Regions from separate parts of the Mus musculus genome. Here all the other regions are linked to region 2. A link is a contact called in public HiChIP or PLAC-seq data. All regions are on one chromosome and are shown on one strand. The core of a region is the stretch at or near the end of the contact, and the rest is flanking DNA. Distances in the headings are between cores, read along the strand shown.

What was found. HiChIP or PLAC-seq counts read pairs in DNA pulled down with a chosen protein or histone mark.
Region 1: a contact with region 2 is called in an H3K4me3 HiChIP or PLAC-seq map of embryonic basal ganglia, with 6 times the contacts expected there. The contact joins the enhancer-like site here to the promoter of 1700012C14Rik in region 2. A contact is called at or near these places in 16 of 39 promoter capture datasets (the 3T3-L1 cell line, 3T3-L1-derived adipocytes, the C10 cell line and 10 more), 1 of 15 datasets of contacts at CTCF or cohesin (the NIH/3T3 cell line), 1 of 484 Hi-C or Micro-C datasets (bone marrow-derived macrophages), 11 of 115 datasets of contacts at active chromatin or transcription factors (the 230-238 cell line, bone marrow-derived macrophages, embryonic basal ganglia and 6 more) and 1 of 9 other capture datasets (adipose tissue).
Region 3: an H3K4me3 HiChIP or PLAC-seq map of forebrain shows a contact between it and region 2, with 10 times the contacts expected there. The contact joins the enhancer-like site here to the promoter of 1700012C14Rik in region 2. A contact is called at or near these places in 19 of 39 promoter capture datasets (the 3T3-L1 cell line, 3T3-L1-derived adipocytes, the C10 cell line and 11 more), 2 of 15 datasets of contacts at CTCF or cohesin (the NIH/3T3 cell line and embryonic stem cells), 18 of 484 Hi-C or Micro-C datasets (the G1E-ER4 cell line, the HL-1 cell line, the N1E-115 cell line and 6 more), 21 of 115 datasets of contacts at active chromatin or transcription factors (the 230-238 cell line, craniofacial prominence, differentiating embryonic stem cells and 11 more) and 1 of 9 other capture datasets (embryonic stem cells).

What each region holds. Positions count from the first base shown.
Region 1 is chr6:31,008,872-31,013,259 of GRCm38.p6, forward strand. It overlaps Gm40359 (a long non-coding RNA gene), which reads right to left. Exons shown (of 2, transcript XR_868931.2): 2 at 1,194-1,828. Among named protein-coding and RNA genes, the nearest start is that of Gm40359, 3.9 kb to the right of the region's middle. Within about 2 kb of position 2,725, at least 36 of the 459 cell types and tissues checked have an H3K27ac peak or open chromatin away from gene starts, as enhancers often do. A contact at or near this core is called in bone marrow-derived macrophages, embryonic basal ganglia and oligodendrocyte precursor cells, where this site is marked.
Region 2 is chr6:30,458,467-30,463,124 of GRCm38.p6, forward strand. It overlaps 1700012C14Rik (RIKEN cDNA 1700012C14 gene), which reads left to right and starts at 2,519. Exons shown (of 2, transcript NR_131049.1): 1 at 2,519-2,663; 2 at 4,495-4,658.
Region 3 is chr6:31,036,890-31,041,365 of GRCm38.p6, forward strand. No RefSeq gene overlaps it. Among named protein-coding and RNA genes, the nearest start is that of Mir29a, 24 kb to the right of the region's middle. Within about 2 kb of position 2,687, at least 58 of the 459 cell types and tissues checked have an H3K27ac peak or open chromatin away from gene starts, as enhancers often do. A contact at or near this core is called in the N1E-115 cell line, the NIH/3T3 cell line, cerebral cortex and 7 more, where this site is marked.

The DNA.
Region 1 (4,388 bases), core at 1,475-3,974, 550 kb after region 2:
GCATGCATGTGTGCACACAGTTATGCATGTGTGCACAGTGCTTGGGAGGCTGAGGCAAAAATACATGAAGTCAGAGACTAGCCTGGGTTACATAGTGAGACTATCTAAAAAGTAACAAAAACAAACAAACAAAAACAGAAAGGAAATAAAGAAATTTGGAGAAAGAAAAGGAAATAATCCTCTCACGGAGTGAAGGAGACTGGAGCAAGAAGATGAGTTTTTAGCATGAAGAATTCTATTTCTGTGACCATGCTTGCCCACTTGAATTCTGTTTCTTTCCCTCGTCTTTACAGGGAACAGTCTCTTGACTATGCCTCCCAAGAAAAGTGTAATGAAGTCAATGTGAGGTAATAAGATGTGGTGATTTGAATAAGAATGGTCCCCATAGGCGCATATAGTTGAATGCTTAGTGTGATGGTTTGTATATCCTCGGACCAGGGAGTGGCACCATCTGAAGGTGTGGCCTTGTTGGAATAAGTGTGACCTGGTTGGAATGTGTGTGTCACTGTGGGTGTGGGTATAAGATCCTCACCCTAGTTGCCTGGAAGTCAGTCTTCCACTAGCAGCCTTTGGATGAAGACATAGAACTCTCAGCTCTGCCTGCACCATGCCTGCCTGGATACTGCCATGCTCCCACCTTGATGATGTTGGACTGAACCTCTGAACCTGTAAGCCAGCCCCAATTAAATGTTGTCTTTTTATAAGACTTGCCTTGGTCATGGTGTCTGTTCACAGCAGTAAAACCCTAACTAAGACACTTAGTCACCAGGGAGCGACACTATTTGAAAGGATTAGAAGGATTAGGGAGGGTGACCTTATTTGAGGAAGTGTGTCACTATGTATGAGTAGGCTTTGAGGTTTCAAAAATCCATGCTAGGACTCAAATCTCTTTGCCTTCAGGACAGAATGTAGCTCTTGGATTCTTCTTCAGCCCCATGTCTGCTTGCATGCTGCCATGCTCTCTGCCATGATGATAATGGATTAACATGGAAACTGTAAGCCAGGCCCCAGTTAAATGCTTCCACTGATAGAGTCATGGTGTCTTTTCACAGCAATGGAATACTGACTAAGACATAGGAGAAAGTTACCCATAATAAATGAACTATTCTTCATATTACCCCTTCTACAAAATATAAGTACATTAGACATTCACAATATACAATATCAAAACAATCTGAGGAATAACCACAACAGAGACGCTGCAGGTTTTAATGCCACTTCGGTGAATATACGTGTGATAGAGAGGTGGGGCAGAGTTAGCAGATGGAGCTGCTCATGACAGACGTGGGGGTGAGGCTGTGGTGGGGTGCAGCGGGGGGTGGGGGAGCTGTTGTTCCTGAGTAGCCTGGAGCCTGGAGCCCTCACAGCCTCTGCCCCCAGCACACTGCCCAGGCTACAGATCTCTCTCAGCTCTGAGCAGAGACAGGGCTTCCAAGATGGAGAACAGTTCATTTCCTGGATTGGACCACCTGAAAAGACGTCCATGGTTCGTGCCGCTGCTGTTGCTGTTGCGGGATGTTGATACCCATGGGTCTGTGTTGCTGCCAAAGGCCACGTGGATGTTACATGCTGCAGTGGGGGTGGAAGGTGGGGTTGGGGATATGTTGATGTCCTTGGTCCATACTACTGCTAGAGAACACATGAGTGTTTGTGGTCAGGGCTGCGGCCAGAGGCCAAGTTGGTATCTGCGGTCCATGCTCCCGCAGAGGGAGGGCCTTGTTGGCGTTTGTGGTCTATGCTGCCACCTGGGGTCATGTTGAGGTCCACAATCCATGCTGCCGCTGGCTGTTTTGGGCCAGGAAGCTTCTTTTGTCGTGGCATCGTCGATCTAATGCAGACTCACAGTTGAGAATGAGAGACATAGAAGGCATCTGTGACAACATTCCCCACCCCCTCCCCCGCCACCTCCACCCCTAGCCCACCCCTACTCCCAGAAAAAAAAGAAAAGAAAAAAGTCAGGCAGGAAAACGTTGAAGAGAGTGCTTAAAAATTGTGCTAAGGCAGCTAAAGTGTAGCACTTCACAGTTGGTGGCTTCTGGTGGGGTGGGGATGGGGAAGGACTCAGTTATCTTCAAGTGGCTGGCCACTGGGCATTTCAGCATGCTCCATTGAGTATATGGGCAACACAAACTGGACCTGGGGTATATTTTTTATTTTCTTCTGTTTCTTGGGGGGTGGGGTGGGCGGTGAGAGTATGGACCCGGGAAGAAAGGAAGGTGAATGGGGTACGATCAGGCGATCAGGGTGCATTGTGTGAAATTCCCAAATAATCAATAAAAATATTATGCTTGATTAAATAACAAAAACAAAACCCACCACAACAAAAATAGGAGAGAGAGAGAGAGAGAGAGAGAGAGAGAGAGAGAGAGAGAGAGAGAGTTTTGAAGCATTCACAGCTGCACAGAACTTCCATTGTCAAGCTGGCATAAAGAGCTTTCTTCTGTTAATGTTTACAAAACTGCTTGGTGTTTGAGTCTGCTAAGACATTGTAATTCTTAGGCTAACCCTGAAAATGTTTCCTGAAAGCTTCATCCTTACCAAGGTGCGCTACAGCTCACAGGATGCTCAATAGCAATTAGTAACATAAAGTAAAAGTCAATAAAGAGTTAAAAAAATCTGACTTTTCTATTTCAGGCAACATTTTATTTAGGTAATGAAGGCCGTTAGGGCCTAGGATAGAAAGCCTTGGCATTCTGCCCAGAGCATGCTACAGTTTCAAGTGCTAAGAGGGAAATGATGGCATAGGTTAATTTGGGATCTTGGCCTGTGGCCACAGCTCACGGGACTTCTGAATTGAGAGAGAGAGAGAGAGAGAGAGAGAGAGAGAGAGAGAGAGAGAGAGAAAGAGAGAGAATTGATTTAGAAAGTCAGCTTCTCAGGCAGCAGGGGGAGGGGCCAAGTCTAGTTCCAAGAGGCATTTAAGGATAGAGAGGCTGAAGAAAGTCCACTGAGACTAGCTGGGCTGAGGGTAGGACACTGGCAGCAATAATGGTGAGAGAAAATGACTCAAAGAGGGTACCACTTCCTGAGATGGACAGGCTAGGAGCCTAGCACAGAGTGCCACTGAAGACTCGGTGGAGACTCATCCCTTAGGACAATTCTTAACTGCATGTACAAAAAAAAAAAAAAAAGGGGAAAATTGCCATCTCGAAAAGCCAGCAGAGTTCACTGAAATAGTTAAAATCCATGGACTCATATGGCAGGAGCCATTCCCCAGCAAAACGCAGACAGCAAAAACACCCCATTATAACCTCTGCCGGGTCCAAGGGAGAAGCTACAGGCTGGTGGGCCTCTGCTTCAGAAAGGAAGGAATGGGAGAGGATGCTCTTAGCTTTTGTTGGTTTCATTGTCCTAAACTCCCCTCCTCTATCGAGCTATCTATCAGTGCACAGTCACTGAAGGCCAAGCGGGGAAAGAAATACAGAGCGGCTCTCATGGGCCAACTGCAGCACAGCACAGCATATAGACCAATAGACCCTGCACTTTGGGGGTCTATTGGTCTATATCCAGAAGTTGAGACACTGTTCATGTAGCTCAGTGATAGTGTGGTTGCCTAGCATGTGTGGAGTCCTGGGTTTGATCTCCAGCATCCTGCTAGGTGCTGTGACTCACACCTGTTAACTTGGCACTCCAGAGGTGCCACACCCACTCCAGTAAAAACTTAGTGGCAGGCCCAAAAGCTTGGACACAGTCCCATGGCAAAATGTTTCACGGAAACTTAGTCTCTTGGAGCCTTGGCATCCTGTAGCAGGAATACTCCAAACATGTCCTTGTGTTAGTCAGTGAATGGATCTGTGTGCTTTCTTTCAGTATTGTTTTATTATAGGTGCCTCCAAGCAATGATTTGTCAAATACCTAAGCTAAATTGAACTTTGCTTCCTGGCCTTCACCAATGTCCTAGGCAGTCCTTGAGCCGACCCTGAGCTTGGAATTCAGTAAGAATGTTGCCTATTCAGATGAATTGCCTCCAGTATTGAAAGAGAGATAGTTAAAGAAATCAGGCATTACTATCTACTACATAGAGTTAGAAATTTCAGGGCAAGCTTAGCAAAGTAAGTTTAGAATTCTTATTATAATTATGAATGGCAGACTACATTACTTAATAGAAGAAAGTCTACACAAAATCACTTAGATTAACAGCCAAGTCACTCCCATATACAGGAATTTACAATGGTTTAGGAAGAAGATTGGGCTGTGGTTTAAGGAGGAACTAGAGTATTGCATTATTCATGAGAAGGTTAGCTAGAGCAGAACTCCCTAATTAGAACTATGGCTTGGACACAAAAAGCCCTTGCCCCGGGAGCATAAAGACCTCACACCTGGCTTCTAAGAATATAGCTGACCTTAGATAGAGGTGATTTTGTCTCAGTTGTTTTATTGCCTAGTTC
Region 2 (4,658 bases), core at 1,269-3,768:
GCTGCTCTCTAGAGCTGGGAGGTCTCAGATTAAGACAACCATTAGGTAACATTTTAATTAGAGATAAAAAGAATAGTGTCTAAAACAAACAAACAAACAAACAAACAAACAAACAAACAAACAAAGGCATCAGTGTCTAGACTACTTAGTCCAGTAGTGTTGAGACTGACGTGGAGGCTGGGGATATAGCTAGGTGGCAGCAAACCTGCCTAGCCTGTGACATTCGAGGGAGGCCTGGGCTGAACTGCTGGCATCTCCCTCTCCTTACAAAACAGAAACCAAACAACTTGTCTTTCTAGATAGTGTGAAAATAGCTTTTCTCACTAAGTCTGTAGTTGGAATGATTCAAAGGATACAACTGTGAAGTTCCCCACTCGTTCACACGCAGCCTGACTGGTATCTGGGAACCTTTAAGAGCCAGCTCTAGAGAGGAACAAATGAAGGGGGAGAAGGTTTGGGGAAAAAAGCAATCTGTTGTTCTAAGTGTCTTATTGTGTTGCGGGAAATGTGTTCCTTGCTATCTTGTCCCTTTATAACATCAAGCAAGAGTATTATTGTACCTCTTTTTCTTCTCCATAGTTGGGTGAAAAGAGGTGGGCGGGGGTGGACCTTATTCCCAGGAGACCCTGCAGATTAGCCATATTCTGATTCACCAAGGTTGGGACAGCCCAGCCTGACACACAGAAATGAGGTCTCTCGGCTCGGCTCAGGCAGCAGCCAGGCAGGCGGGAAGGGCCTGTCCAGTTTGGCTCCTCAGCCCAGCTCTAGGGTTGGTGAAGAGAGGACACAGACAGCGGCACACGCTGGCCACTTACTATTCTTGGCACTCAACACCAAGCCAGGATCCTCACAGCGGTTGCATCTGTGAAATACATCAAGTGTCAGTGTGTGTCACCTCAGAAGGGACGGGCAGATCAGTTCATCTTTTATGAACCATCTCACTAAAGCTACCAAGAGTCTGGGCCTCAGAAGGTTCTAAGACTGCAAGGCCCACTTTCTCTCCCTGCAGGGTAGCAGAGCCATATCTGCCACGTGCTGCAGTCAGGCGTCACTCTGTCCACTTTCTGCTTAGCTAATTTGTGCTGGAGCCGGCGTGGTGGTGCACCCTCGTTTTTTCATCCCAGCATTTCGGCGGAGGCAGGTGGACCTGTGAGTTTGAGGCTAGCCTGGTCTATATACACTGAGTTTCAGGCCAACCAGGGCTTCTTAAAACAAAATCAGAAACCAAACAAAAACATTGTGTTGGGATGCGGGAGGATAAGCCAAGGGCCACCAAAGTGTTCTTGCCAAGGGAGTTACCAGCTCTCCCAATGCCAGAGGAAGGGTCTCCTTGGTAAGAACTCTCACTGCACCGATAAAGGACCAGACCCTTCCCCAGGTGGGCGGGGCTCCGCGGAGCCGCAGTGCAGCACGATGAAGCCTGTGCCTGGGACGGGAAGCTGCTCTGGAAGCGAGCGCCAAGTCCCCCAGGTGCCACCGCCAGTCACTTGTCCCGGCAAAGCTCCCAGTGTCCACATAGATGCGGAGCCAGGTCAGGATTTTTCGAATGTAAAATGGCCTCGTGCTTCGCGGAGAAGCTGCCCAGGGTGGGTTCTCTGCCGCCCCCTGGCGAGCAGCGCTGGTCCTGGTCGTGGGCACCGCGACTAGCAGCGGCCGGTGCCCACGCTAACTGTGCATCTAGTGGGTACGCAACCGGCTGGGATGCCACCGGGGCACAACCTTGTATTCAGGCTGATAGCACCCGGAGGCAGGGCTTCTACCCAGCAAACCGGTTAGAGGAATCAGGTACTGAGAATAGAGTACTTTAGCTCAAGGCTCAGAGGAGCACAAAGAGCTAGAAAGCTTTTCAGGGACAGCACCCACCACCTCCTGGTGGCTTCTGGAAGGGGAGGAAGCCTACGAAAGAAACCAGAAAAACTGCAGGAGACTTGGAAAGTTAGGGCGAGGAGAGGCGGTGCTCAGAAGGCACTGATATATAATCGCGCTCCAAGGCAGTTAGTTGGGAAATTTTAAGTTCGAGGCTACGACAATGATCTTTTTGGTAAATAGGGTGAGGCCACTTTGGCCAGGGCACTCAAGAGTACATATACAGAGCAAGGCCTGGCCTTCAGCTCCCATCTCTTTATCCTGGGGTGGGGAGCCAACCTGAGCACAGCAGTCACCCTGGGGCAGCACCTCCAGAGGATGCACTGGAGGCCAAACTCTGGCCTTGAGGGAGACAGGTCCACTTGGAATTAGGACGGGGTACCACGGGTGTAGGACCTTCTCCACTAAAGCTTCGCAGGATGAGGATCCTCCCTCCCTCCCTGCCTTCCACAGCCCAGTGTGGCAAGAGGGGCCTAGGGCTGCGGGGGAGAGAACCACTCCAAACCGGAATGATCTGGTTTAAGGCAAGCTGATTCTCCCTCCGCTCTCCCCCGCCCTCCCTTCTCCTCCTGCGACAGGCTGCTTTTTGTCGCAGTCCCCTGACCAAGGTAAACAGGAGGGAGGAAAGAAAGCTCTGTTTCCATGGCAACCTAGAGGGCGGTCGATTTGGCTCTCTCGGAAGTGCTTGTATGAAGGGGAAAAGAGGCCTCACTGGAAAAGCAACAGGGAGGAAAGATCCTAGCCGCGTTCCTGATGGGGGTTATTCTGGAAGGTGATGTGGGCCTGGAGTAGGAGAGGTGAGGGGCCTGGCACCCTCAAGTGAGGTGGCAGATGGAGCCCGGGACCTGGATACTCCAGGGGCTGGATTCACACCAGAAATGCCACCATCAACCTGGGAAGTATCAAACAGGTGCCAGAGCTCTCCGGGCACATGCTTAAACCCTCACGCCTTGCTAGCCCAGTCCAGAAAAGCTTCCATGGCCGCTCGCTCTGCTAAGCCACGGGGATAAGCCCGGCTCAGTCACCAGGATGAGACTCAGGGCCAAAGACAGGTTCTGTCTGAAAGACTCCCCACCCAGTTCTTGGAGAGTGAGCTAAGAGAGCGCTCCTCCCCTGAGAGTAAGGCTCCAGCATCCTTTCTCCTCCAGACTGGCCCAGCTCCTGTGTGGCACCATGAGAAGAACAGAGTAACCCCAGCATGGGTTGATGGGTGTGGGTCACCATCTCCTGAAGGAGGAGGACTGTCCTGTCACTCTTCAGAGGTCAGCTGAAGTCCTCACTAACCAGATAATTACCACACACTGAGACTTTTCTGAGGAGCACCCTGAGAGGGCCAGTAGCCTCTCAGGGTTCCTATCAGCGTCCTCATAAACTCCTTCTGTCCCGGCTTGGGGAAGATAAGGCAGCTTGCCTTGTCTTTAGCTATCATCTGAATAGCCCGGCCAGGAGAAAAAAGACAGAAGCTATGGGTTGGTCTTCTTCTGACCCCAGGGACGCAGCAGTAGAGACAGGGACTATGTGGAATCTGTATGAGGTATCTTGGTTTCCTCAGGCCACACGGTGACTCCTGGCAGTGAGGCTTCCAAGATTTGGAAATCCCAGCTCCGGAGCCTTTCCCTGGAGCCAGTGGAAGCACCTGATCTGTCGGGGGGGGGGGGGCTGGGGGGGGGGGAGATACCTTTCAGACCAGAACAAGGCAACAGATGGACGCGTTTTCCTTGTAAGATGCCCAGAAAGGCCACATCTCAGCTCTTTCCATGGCGTGGGGATTCCAAAGCTACCTGACCTTGGTGTCTTGCCACGATGCTCCCTTTAGTCCAGCCATGGTGCCGCTCCTTGGATGATGAAGTGTGTTGTTGGGGGCCTTGGCACCAGTGGCTCGCTCTTCCTCCTGCGTTTCTGTGGGTCTGTCCTCCATCTCCGGTTCTCTATTCAAATATCATCTCAGTGAGGAAGAGTCAAAGCTAGGGTCCCACTAGGAAGACTCCAAGGCCTTTGCCCTGACCCTTCTACCGGCTCTGTCCCCTTCCCATCTCCCCCATGGTCATAGAGTTTACTGCCTGTTTGTTCCACCATCAGGAGGACAGGAGCTGACTCTATCTTGTTCATTCCATAGTCCTTAGAGCCTGGAACAAAGTAGGTGTTCAATAAACACTTTCAGCTAGCTGGATAGCTAGGGGCCTGGGTTCAGAAGGCGGGGGCCCTCCACCTGTCCTGCAATCTGTAGAGGCCTGTGGTGCCTGCTACCTCCTACAAGCTGCAGAGCAATGTGACACACTTCCAGTGAGGCCCGCAGAGGGATCCAGTGTGTAGCCACTATGTAGGAAAGAAGCGAACAGTAGAAGGGGATGCTGCACTCAGATAGATAGGCTGGGTCACTGCAGCCAGGCTGTAGGAGGCATGGTTGATAACATCTAAAGTAGGATTGGAGTGATTCAAGTCAGCCTGAGGCCCAGGACCCTGCCCGTCGGGCATAGCAGAGGAAGACAACAGCCCAAGCATCTTCTCTCTGCCTCTGCCTTCTGCCTTCTGGGCACTGGGAGGAGCTGCTGGGGGTGGGGAGAAGAGGCACGACTAGAAGGCCTCTTCTAAGACCTCTAAGAACTGCACATCTCTTCTTTCCGACAGGGAGCCTCGGCAGCTGTGACTGGCGTTCTGCATGCCTCTCTGCTTCCTGAGGCTACTCACTTCCTTGCTTGCATGTGGCCACAGTGGCAAGTTCCAACAGTTTCTTCAGTCAACGACCCCTCCCTCCCGACTTTGCAGTTTGAGTCACCTTCAATTTCCTGCCT
Region 3 (4,476 bases), core at 1,437-3,936, 580 kb after region 2:
TTACAGAGCAAGTTCCAGGACAGCTTGGGCTATTCAGAGAGATCCTGTCTCAAAATGAAAAATGTGCTTTTCATTTGAAACATGTTTCCCAATGCTTTCTGATCTTATTCTCCATATCTTGCTTTCGTGTGGCTTTGCAAGCCTGTTATACTTTCCTATCTCCTCCATTTTAGCCGTTTGCAATCACTCTGCCTCTGTCTCCTGAATACATCTCCAGCTGACATTTGTTCTGCAGTGAACCTGTACTTTTCTTTGAGACATGAGTGTCTTTTATTATTATTATTATTATTATTATTATTATTGGTTCTTTGTGAATGCCACATCAGGCACCCCAATCCCACTCATCTCTCCTTCCTCTTGTACCCGCCCTACACACTTGTAACTTTCCCCCTAACAGATTTTATAAAAATCTCATTGTGGAAGCTGTAGTATGTCACAATGTTTGTCCACATTTCTTGGCTCACAAATGTTCATTGCAGAGTCATTGCTGCGGTCCCAGGCCTCTGGCTTCCCCTACACCATCAATACTGGATCCTCACTGGGACAGCCTCCTCTCAGATACCCTGTGGTTGTCCTGGGTCACGGAGATACTGCAGCCTTGGATCTGCAGGACCAGCCCCTTCACTCACTTCAGCAGTTCATTGATGAAGCAAATGTTGGGGTGCACCAACTCAGAGCCCTGGATCTGGGCTTTGGTGGTAGCTGAGCTGGTCAGCCTGTGGGGACTGGGAGGGGGAGGGGCTAGCTCTCCACCCTGGTGAGTGTCTTCTTACTTGCACAGAAATGGCTGACATTTGCTTTACGAAATATTTTATTGTTCCGTTTCCCCCGCGCTTTGCTTTAATATGTAGTCTGTCCTCTTGACCCTTTAAAGCGGCCTTCTGGTATTTACCAGACTTTGAAAATGTATTCTCCTGCTGCTCTCCACCCTCACGCTGTTCGCCCCGCATTTGCTGGCACCCACGTTTCCCCTCAAGACACGGTCACTGTGGATGAGGGACCACCTACTCCAGCAAGGCTTTATCAGGACTAGTAATCCCCATGACCGTATCCCCACGTCAGGTCACACTGGGAGACACTGGGGGCTACCTCCGCACGTGACAGGACCTCTAAAAGCCTCCCCTTTGTACCTGTGATGCTTGCCTCAGACAGCATGGCACGGCATCTCTTCAGTGCGACGTAGTGAGCCTGTGGCACGGCTTAGTCAGTTGAAGGCATGGATTGTGGCTTGCCCTCAGGCCAACAGCCATCTAAGCGGGGGAAACTTACGCAGTGCTGTTCGCCTCCCTGCCAAGCCTCTCCCACCGCCCCGGTCCAACTGTTTTGAATGGAACCATGGCTGCCACTTGGCAGGAAGTCTGGTTCAAACCAGCTTTTCCATCTCTGAGACACACTCTTGTTTAGATTTTCCCGTGTTGTCTGTCTGTCTGTCTGTCTGTCTGTCTAGCGTTGTACTGCTCATTTGAATGTGTAGTTGCTTTCTTTTTGTGTCTGTGAAGGATTCAGGCTGTTAATGTGTTTCTTTCTGTTTCATTTTGTGGAAAGGAGGTTTTATTTTCAATCTGTCTGCCTGCCTCTATCTATCTATCTATCTATCTATCTATCTATCTATCTATCTATCTATATATCTATATATCATCTATCTATCTATCTCTAGCAGTTTTAAGTGTTCATAGTTTCCCATCCATTTGGAAATTTTCTTTCTCTTCCCAGGCTCGCTGACCAGGAAGGGTTAAGTGAGATGATTTGTCACAATGCTGGCTCACGAGCACCCTCTTCTGTTGACTTAGAAGAATTGTGGCTTCTTTCTTTCTTTCTTTCTTTCTTTCTTTCTTTCTTTCTTTCTTTCTTTCTTTCTTTCTTTCTTATTATTTTTTATAGCTGTCTTTTGATTTTACCCTACAAGTTACTGGGTTTATTTTTTTTTAATTAGGTATTTTCTTCATTTCCATTTCCAATGCTATCCCAAAAGTCCCCCACACCCTACCCCTCCCCCACTCCCCTACCCACCCACTCCCACTTCTTGGCCCTGGCGTTCCCCTGTACTGGGGCATATAAAGTTTGCAAGACCAAGGGGCCTCTCTTCCCACTGATGGCCGACTAGGCCATCTTCTGCTACATATGCAGCTAGAGACACGAGCTCCGGGGTACTGATTAGTTCATATTGTTGTTCCACCTATAGGGTTGCAGATCCCTTCAGCTCCTTGGGTACTTTCTCTAGCTCCTCCATTGGGGGCCCTGTGTTCCATCCAATAGCTGACTGTGAGCATCCACTTCTGTGTAAGTTACTGTTTTTAATTAAGAAAGAAACCTCACTGGCTGCTAATAATGTTTTATTTCCTGATCTGTGTGGTAATTGTGAGATGGTGCTCACTTTGTGGAGATCCAATGAGCCACAGCTTACTACGTGTATAATATTTACATATGAATGCTATGCTTTAATAAAACGCTAAATGTGCACAGGTCCGTAATTCTTTAGTGACTCTTGGGCTAAACTTTATTATATTGAGGAAAATTACCTTCTACATCCAACCTTAATGGCCAATCCCACCACTAACCCCTCTATTTTAAGACAGGGTCTCACTATTTAGCCCCAGCTAACCTGGAATTCACTAGGTAAACCAGACTGACCTGAAATTCACAGACCTGGTGCTGGCCTCAGAGGTGTGAGTCACCAACACCCAGCTGAGTCTACTCATTTTCATCCATTTATCACTCTGATCATAAGCATTTCCTTCACTGTTCACATGTTCCCCAACACTGTCTGTGCTCATAGACCATGAAGCCAGGGATGGGGAAGGCTGGGAGCCGGGATACGAACAAAGCAGGGACATGCACTGTGAGGATATCAGGAAACAACGCCCGGGCTTAGCATTCCAGAAACAGGAATTAAAAAGAATGTAGAGGATAGAAGACATCACTGTGTCCATCCTTAGAAAATACACGAGAGAGGTAGAGGCAGGCAGATTTCTGAGTTCGAGGCCAGACTGGTCTACAGAGTGAGTTCCAGGACAGCCAGGGCTACACAGAGAAACCCTGTCTCGAAAAACAAACAAACAAACAAACAAACAAACAAACAAGAACAAGAGGGGGGGGCTGGAAAGATGGCTCAGTGGTTAAGAGCACTGGCTGCTCTTTCAGAGGTTCTGAGTTCAATTCCCAGCAATCACATGGTGGCTCACAACCATCTGTAATGAGATCTGATGCCCTCTTCTGGTGTGTCTGAAGATGGCAGCAGTGTACTCATAAAATAAATAAATAAATCTTAAAAAAAGAAAAAGAAAAGAAAATACAAGAAAGAGGAGGAGGAAGAACGACAACTACTCGGGAAGCCAGACTGGGTGTTTGTTCATTTTAAGTTTTGTTGTTGTACACAAAGGTAATTTTTTCTTTATGGATTTATTTTCACCATTTAAGACTCTATATAGGTTCACGTCTCTGCACGTGGCTGTGGTGCATGAGTGCAGGTGTCCACAGAGGGCAGAGACCTCAGATCCCCTGGCGCTGGGGTTACAGGCAGCTGTGAGCAGCCTGATGTGGGTGCTGGGAACCAAATTCAGGTCCTCTTTGGAAGAGAAGCAAGTGCTCTTATCCACTTAGCCATCTCTCCAGCCCCAAGAGACAGCTTGTAAAAAAGAGATTTGTCTTTATGTATGTGTTTGTGAGCAGGAAGTGGAGCCCCTGCACCCGGAGCTAACGGTGGTTGTGAGCACCTGATGTGGGTGCTGGAAACTGAACTCTGTCCTCTGCCAGAGTATTGAACACTTTTAACTGATGAGCCATCTAACCAGGCCCAGGATAGAAATATGTGTGTGTGTGTGTGTGTGTGTGTGTGTGTGTGTGTGTGTGTGTGTATTCATACACATATTTTTTTCCTGCAGAGCTAGAGGTACAATCTTGACAAGTACTCTATTCCTGAGCTACCTCCCCAGTGAGACTGACTTTTTAACATTAGTATCATGTTATTATTTCATATTAAAATTTATCCATACTAATAACTTATCGGCTCACTCTATTGAATATTCTACATATGTGATTGTTGGTTCTGTCTGTCACCTCCTGTGGGGCTGGCTGGCTTTTGCCATGCTCTCTCCCTGGCCTCGTCCCTTCCGCTCCCTCCGAGTTGCAAGCTCCCCTCATGTTTTAAGCATATGTTGTATATCCATCTCTCACCGTTGTCTCATTGGGAGAATTAACTGGACATAGAGGAGCTAGGCAGAGGGCTCCAACTGGATCAGAAGTGAAACCTGGCTTGTGCTTGGTAAACCCTATTTTCTACTTGCATTCTCGGGGGACTCTTTTTTGTTTGTTTGTTTAATACTTAAAATGAATGAAGACTCGCTGTTTCCCGTTAACTTGTTTCATGGAACTCTTGTGGTTTCTATCCTGATAAACACTATTTCATTTCTTCTGCTCATAAGTCAGGTCGTTGCCATACCTGGGGAGAAAGCCCTGGTTGTAGTTCTAACAACAAGC